Regions from separate parts of the Gossypium hirsutum genome. Here region 2 is linked to region 1. A link is a contact called in public Hi-C data. All regions are on one chromosome and are shown on one strand. The core of a region is the stretch at or near the end of the contact, and the rest is flanking DNA. Distances in the headings are between cores, read along the strand shown. Region 1 holds the start of LOC107921299 (zinc finger protein 8). Region 2 holds the start of LOC107922106.

The links. A called contact is a pair of places that touch in the nucleus more often than the background predicts.
Region 2: a Hi-C map of leaf shows a contact between it and region 1, with 1.9 times the contacts expected there. The contact joins the promoter of LOC107922106 here to the promoter of LOC107921299 in region 1. A contact is called at or near these places in 2 of 34 Hi-C or Micro-C datasets (both in leaf).

The regions. Positions count from the first base shown.
Region 1 is chrD01:30,038,760-30,042,491 of Gossypium_hirsutum_v2.1, reverse strand. LOC107921299 (zinc finger protein 8) reads left to right here and starts at 1,762. Exons shown (of 1, transcript XM_016851176.2): 1 at 1,762-2,804. The coding sequence starts at 1,905. The coding sequence ends at 2,753.
Region 2 is chrD01:30,349,575-30,353,306 of Gossypium_hirsutum_v2.1, reverse strand. It overlaps LOC107922106, which reads right to left and starts at 2,051. Exons shown (of 16, transcript XM_016851953.2): 1 at 1,871-2,051; 2 at 1,593-1,662; 3 at 1,271-1,372; 4 at 1,068-1,121; 5 at 741-936; 6 at 399-658. The coding sequence starts at 1,075.

The DNA.
Region 1 (3,732 bases), core at 513-3,012:
ACCCATCGTAATAAAATTTGTCCACCTTAATCAAATTTTTTATTAACTTTCATCACCTCATAATTTATTTATTAATTTTTTATATACTGGTTAGCTTCTTTGCTTGCTTAGTCGTTTCAATTATCTTCATATTCTTGTCACTATGTATTTTGAAATTAAAAAATATATTAAATGTAAAAATATGATTTTTTAATAAAAGTTATTTTAAAAATAAAATGTGAAATTGATACCAATATAAAATTTTAACACGAATATTTTATGGCATAATTAATAATTCAATTTTAATATAAATATTCAATATGACTAAACAATTCAATAATATAAATAATATAAAATGTAAAATTTAATTTAATAATATAAATAGTAGATATAAAGGGTGAGAAGTAAAAGTTTAGAAGAAAAATAAAAAGTTTAGGGAATAAAAGTTTGAGGGAAAGTAAATAGGGGAGTAAAATTTTGGAGGGAAAATATTTAAAAAAATTGGAGGGGGGAGGGTTTGGGATAGATGGGAGGTGGGATGGGAAGGGAATAAAAGTTTTAGGTGAAAAGTGAGAGGGAGTAAAAATTTTGGGGAAAAATAAAAGGTTTTGAGGGTTTTTGAGAGTAAAATTTTGAGAAAAAGTAAATGGGAGAGTAAAATTTTGGTGGGAAATGGATTTTGGGTAGATTGGGGGGTTGGGAGGGAGGGAGTAAAAGTTTTGGGGGGAAAGTGGGAAAGAAAAAAAGTTTTGAAGGATAAATAAAAAGGTTTGGAAGTTTGCGGTAAAAATGTAAAATATTATAGTTTGATATTCGAATTATTCGAATTCGAAAACTCAACTCGATTCGAACTTGAAATTCGAAAAAAAAATTCGAGTTAATTCGAATAACTTGATTAACTCGAATAACTCGATTAACTCGAATAACTCAATTTTTTCGAATCGAATCGAATTTTACTCACCCCTATAAAGAGGTGAGGGACTGTTGGTAACATAAAAGTAAAATTTCATAATGTTAGGAGGTTGGAGCAGAACTTTCCACAATATACTAGAAAATTTTAAGTGAAAAGTAGCAAAGCTATAACCATCATTTATATTTGTTGGGTTTTAAGACGAGGCGAATTGATTTTTCATTAAGGTTGTGCCTCCTATCCAACATATTTTTTTTTTTTAATTTTATAACTATTTTCTACTAATATTTTTAGGACTTTACATATATGATTGATTGTAACATTGGGAAATTAACATGTATCCTTAAATTATCTTTAAAATTTAATAAAGCTTCTCATCACTTATATCTCAAATAATATTTCATATTTTTATTTATTTTTAAAATTACAAAAATTATAATAATGTATTCTAATTTTATAAATATTTTTATTTAGTTTAATTTGTAAATAATAATATAATATAAAATATTATCTAAAATTTGAGAACCAAAAGGGAAACATTATAATCAAAAGGGAAGGCTAAAGTAGTATATAAAATTTAAAATAATCACAAGGCGTGGTGTTATGGTTGTTCACTTTACCCCTTAATTATAAAGTCGGGAGTTCATAATATATTTCATGACCAACTATTTATCTCTTCGGAAAGCACACGTGGCAAGAGGATTAACTACTATTATCAACTATGAACACGAACAAAAAAAATTTTAATGAGATGATTTAGTTTTAATATTAATTAAAAAATAAGATTATTTTAGTATAATTGTAAATTACATTCCATAAAAATTAAATTATTTAAATGTAAAATAGTAAATTGCATTGCATATTCAGATTTTTTTTTCTTTATAAATAACATTTTTTAAGACAGTTATCAGGATAAAAAAATGAAAAAGTCCCCGCCCAGCCCCTCACTTTTGGGCTTGTCAGCCCTCACTTTCATATTCATATTGATGGCCATGGCTGGTTCATTCCACCATGGATGAATCCCTTGTTTTATAGGTCCCACTTCCGCCCAATATTAGCTACCTTCCTCTTTCCTTTCTTTTCTCTGCTCCCTCGTTTTGATTTTCCCCTTCAATTCTCTTCTGTGCAACCCAAAGAAAAAGAAGCAGCCACTTCCATGGAGAAGGAAACACGCGATTTCATGAACGTGGAATCCTTCTCCCAGCTTCCCTTTATCCGCCCTTCCCCTGTTAAAGAAAAGGGTGCTATTCGTTTATTCGGCAAGGACTTCGGCTGCGGCGACTCAGCGACGGAGGCCACCGAGTCCTACAACAACAACAACAATGAAGACACTACCAAGGACAACGAGAATGGAGATAATAATAACAACAGCAGCAGAAGATTTGAGTGTCACTATTGTTGCAGAAACTTCCCCACTTCCCAAGCTTTAGGTGGCCACCAAAACGCTCACAAAAGGGAACGCCAACATGCCAAACGGCAACACAACAATTCTTTTTCTTTATCCGATGCTCATAATGATATTTATGGCTTTTTTAACTATAGGCTACCCTCACCCTCGATGCCATCAATGCCTGCTTACCCTTCATGGAACAATACCATTAACGCTAGGTTTTCTAACCCTCCACCACCCATCAATGGCAACCCACTGGGTGTTTGGAGAATCCCTGCTACGCTTCAAACTAACTCCTGTAATTTCAACCGTGACCGTTCATCAGCGCATCCGTTGCAGTTGTTCGCCGGCGATGAGTTTCTGCCGTCGTCTCAGGCTGGCGGTGGTGGTGATTCAAGTTCCGAGAGTCATAGGTACGTTTATGAAACGAAGGCAAGCGTTAAAGACAATGTTAGCTTGGATCTACATCTGTAATTCATTTCGTAATAAACTTGAAAAGAAAACATCATGTGTTTTTCCCTTTTAGCATCTTGGATTTTACTATTTTTTGTATGTAAATGAAATGATTTACAATCTCTTCACTAATCTAAACCAAAAGCAGTTTGCTTCTCTCTATTCATTATGGAAGCTTTACAAAGAAAAACCCAAAAACCCAAATGGTTTACCTTAGGCTTAGCTAAAACATGGTACCGGCTTACAGCGGCAATCTATGTCGTACCCATTTTCAGAAAAGCTTCACACGTGTGAGGAATATTTCTGTCTTCCAAGTAGCTACCAGAGAGGAGCACATGAATAACTCTGTAGCTACACACGTGTACATAAACCTATATGTTGTCTGTCAGAGCTTGAGAAAAAAGTTCAATATATATACAGAGTTTATACGAGTATTTAGCTAAAATGATGAAATTCATCATATTTTATATCATACATTGATATTTGCTACATCAACTTACCAATGTAACAATAAAAAAAACTGTCATATTTCTGATTTTTTATATATTTAATTTTTATTATAACTTCAATCACATATTAGTTTATAAGTGCCAAATAATTTTTATATAGATTATGTATACAAATAATAAATTTATATAATATTAATATAAATATTAGGGTAAATTACACCATCACTCATTAAATTATGGGTAAATTTTCATTTTGGTTACTAAACTATTCAAAACTTTTCATTTAAGTTGTTGGGCAATTAAAATCAATTTTGTATAACTTTCTCTGTTCGCATTGCATGCACTTATTGAAAGCTTTCTTTTCCCTTTTCTTCTATAGTTCAATTTTTTTTTCATTAAATAGTTATGGATAATACAAATCTGCGACTAAAATTCAAATAACTTTTTTCTTTGATCTCTAACACTAATTGTCAGATTGACTTAGATCTAAGGTGTGTTCTTCTATTTGTCGATGGGTATTAATTGATCATATAAATTGTCGAATCATCGCT
Region 2 (3,732 bases), core at 802-3,301, 310 kb before region 1:
TTTATGCATGCTAAGTGTAACTCCAAATTTCACACTGAAGCATAGTTTGAGTAATTAGGGTTGGGTTTGATTTGGACAGAGATTCTAAACTTTAAGCTGTCATGCTCCTCTTTTAGAGAAGTAAAAAAAGAAAGTAATTACCAAATAGTTGGCAAGTAACAAAAACTTCTAGTAACCAGTATAACCATGGAAACTTTGTACATTAGATATCCAAGTTAGAGTGAAGTGAGAATTCAGCTTCAGAGTAACATTGCTATTATACAAAAGTTTAATCCTTTCCAGGAAAATCATATCTCAGTAGAAGCTAAATTCGTACGTAAAACATCAGTTTGAGATATACACAATGACAAAATCATTATCCACTGTACAGGTAAGACAGACAGGAAACTTCTCCCTACCTGGTCTTCACAATTACAATATCACATGATGGACAATCTGTCCAGAAGAACCCCAGTATACTCTCTGACTCGGATTTGCACCTGTGAGTGAAAGTTTCCCCTGTTTCTCTATGCCAAAATTGTATAGAAATATTGGACCGTTGGACTGCTATAATCTTTTCATCTAGAGAAAACCGGACAGAACAGATAGGCCCTTCAGTTATCGAATCAGTGATAGGGGCAGCAAGAGGAGAAAATGGAGCAGTTTTCCACGAAAAGATCTGTGCAAAAAAGAATGTAAAATATGGAACTGCAATATCTAAAAAGCTTCTACAATGTTATTTAAGTTCAGAACTATTAAACCTGGTCAGATGTAGGAGAGATGAGTAATTTATTTCCATCATCATAATAGAAACCTCTTGATCCAGGAATGTTGCAACGGAGAGGGGGATATTGTATGAAAACATGTGATAGAGCACCAGATCCCAGACCACCAACACTAGCTTGCGAACTTGAAGCTTTCCAGGCCATCTTTCTAAGGTTATCTTGTACTTTTAGCCTGAAAATGCAAATTGCTGGTGAATAATAACACTAATAAAGCACAAAAGATAGTATCAGTACAAAAGAAAGAATGTATCAGAGCTTAAAGACTAGCATCAAAGAATAAACAGAAAGGTTTATTGGGTTTACCTTATCATACAAACTGCAAACCCAAAGCTCCAAATATTACACCTTTCCCCGGAGCTATAAATCAAAAGAAAGTAGAAAACTAATTCTTAGCACAGTTTTTCAAGAAGGAAAAAGATAAGATCTTTGCAACCCAATTATCAAATACGGTGTATTTCTTTTTTAATATAAAAATATGTTCCTAAGCAATCCTAGAATATGGATACCGTATTCTGCATGCAAGTCTTTAGTGCAAGAAATTCTTTCAAACACATATCACGTTCAACTTCAGGAACTTTTGCTGCAACACAGGCCCCGTATTCATTCGCCTGAAAAGACAACATTGTAGTCGAAACAATGAGCTAACCACAAGCAGAATTAAACAGCAGGTTCAAGGTAATATCTTTCTGCAATCATATTTTTGTTCATTTTCAACCTCAAATTACTCATTCATGAACTTAAAGCGTACTGCAAACAAAAAAAGAAAATCCCGAAACTAGATGTAATGATACTAAATCAGTAGAACAAATTGAGACTTCATGGACAAACCTGTGCCGTACAATTCACTAAAATGCGTCTAAGTGGAGAGATTGTTTTCTTTTCTTTCATATCCACAGCTCTGATAAAGAACAAAAAAGTACATATATCATAATTTTAAAAACTTCAAAGATTGATAGGGTGGGAATCGTTCATGAATTGATGAAATTAGGGTTTTCAATTAAATTGATAAGAAAGACTGAAAATAAAAATAAAATCCAAGAACTGATTTAACTTTAAAAAACAAACTAATTAGCAGAATCTAAGACCGAAAAAAAAGAAAGAATTACCTGGGAAATTCAACATTTTTATCACGCGGGATTCAGGGAACAAAATTCTATGGTATCAAATCTAAAAGAATTGGGTTTTGATCGTTGTTGAATCGAGTTTACTTGTCAAACTACACCTAACGGTCTTTATCTGAAAATTAGGGGACACAAAACGCCGTCGTACGAGAGCCACCGCCCAAGTTTTGTTTTTAATTTCTTTTTGGGATTAGTTGAGATGTAATTTACCTCGAAACTTTATCCCATCCTACAACATTGTATTTTTTTTAAAGGGTAAACTATGTAATCAACCCACTATCAAAATTTTTTATTTTAGGCACCTAAAATAAAAATTTTGTAATTTAAGTAATCATATTATATAATTTGGTTATTTTAGTCACTTTCCTTAAAATCACAATCAATAACTTGGTATAACAATTTAAAAAATTGATATAATAACAAATTTAACCCTCAACTTTTACATATTATATCAATTTAATCATAATTTTAAAAAATTAACCCTCAAAATTTACAATTGATCTCAATTTGATTCTAATTCTAAAAAATTTAAAGAAATATGTAAAAATATATAAAAATAAAAAATATATTATTGACAAGAAATCATAATATATAAATTATAAAATTTAAAAATATATAAAATAAATAAATATTTTTAAAAATTATAATAATAAATTAAAATATTATATTAATATTAAAGAAACTGAAAATTCCCCACCCTACACTCATCCTTTCCCTTTTCCCTGGACCCATCCCTCTCCTTCTTTCCCGCACCATATATATGAATTAATATTAGAAACAGATTCTGATACAGATGATGAAGAATATATATTTATGTTTATTCTTAGGAATTTCTTCTAACTAATTATTAGAACTACTTCCTATATTGAACATAAATATATATATTCTTCATCATCTGTATAAGAATCTGTTTCTGATATTAATTCATATAATATTTCATCATGATTTATTTCCTTTTCAGAACATATTTCTAAATCTTATTCTTCAAGTATTTTAATCATTTTTCTTGCACTTTTTTTCCTTTATTAGGACAATTTGGTGCTATAGGGCATGCTTCATCACATATAAAACATTTACATAGTTTTTAGGATTTTTATAAATTTTCTTCTAACGAATTTTTTCTTCTTACCAGAATTTTTTATCTTATTTTGTGGTTTCCATCGAAATAGCTTATATCTCCTATTTTTCTTTTTATGTTTTCTATAAGTAATAGGATGTACTGATTTACATCCCAATTCTCATTCATTTTCTAGAATTTTTGTACAATGTTTATTACTTAATTTATGCTTAACTTGTTTAGAAGCTTTACTTTGTAAACAATAACTAGTTATTCTTTCCTTCGCAAAATTAATTCTATTTCCTATAGAGTCTATAGTTTCTTAATCCACACTAGATATTTTACTCTGTTTTTCTAAATAAGAGTCATACTTTTTTATACATATCTCATCCCATGGTGGTGGTAATTTATGGAAATATTATTTTTTTCCAAAATTCTATATTTTTATTTTTTTAGTTTTTGATATTCATGAAGAAATTTCTTAGAAAAATCTTCTAAATATCTAATTATCATATAATTTAATTTTTGACAAAGCATAACTAGATAGACTATCTTGATCTTTTTTATCAATATAGCCACAAAATTATGTTTTTAGAATATAAGTTAATCCTTTTAATACATCTTTGGGAGTTTGAATTTGATTGATTAACTGCCATTTTTGTTCTTTTCCTTTTTCAGATTCTTCCCATCTTCTTAAGAATTGTAGAACGTCTCCTTGAAATGTTCCAACAAAATAATTTAAAAAATTTTCTTTTGACCAAGTATTGTTGTTAACAACTATAGTCATAGA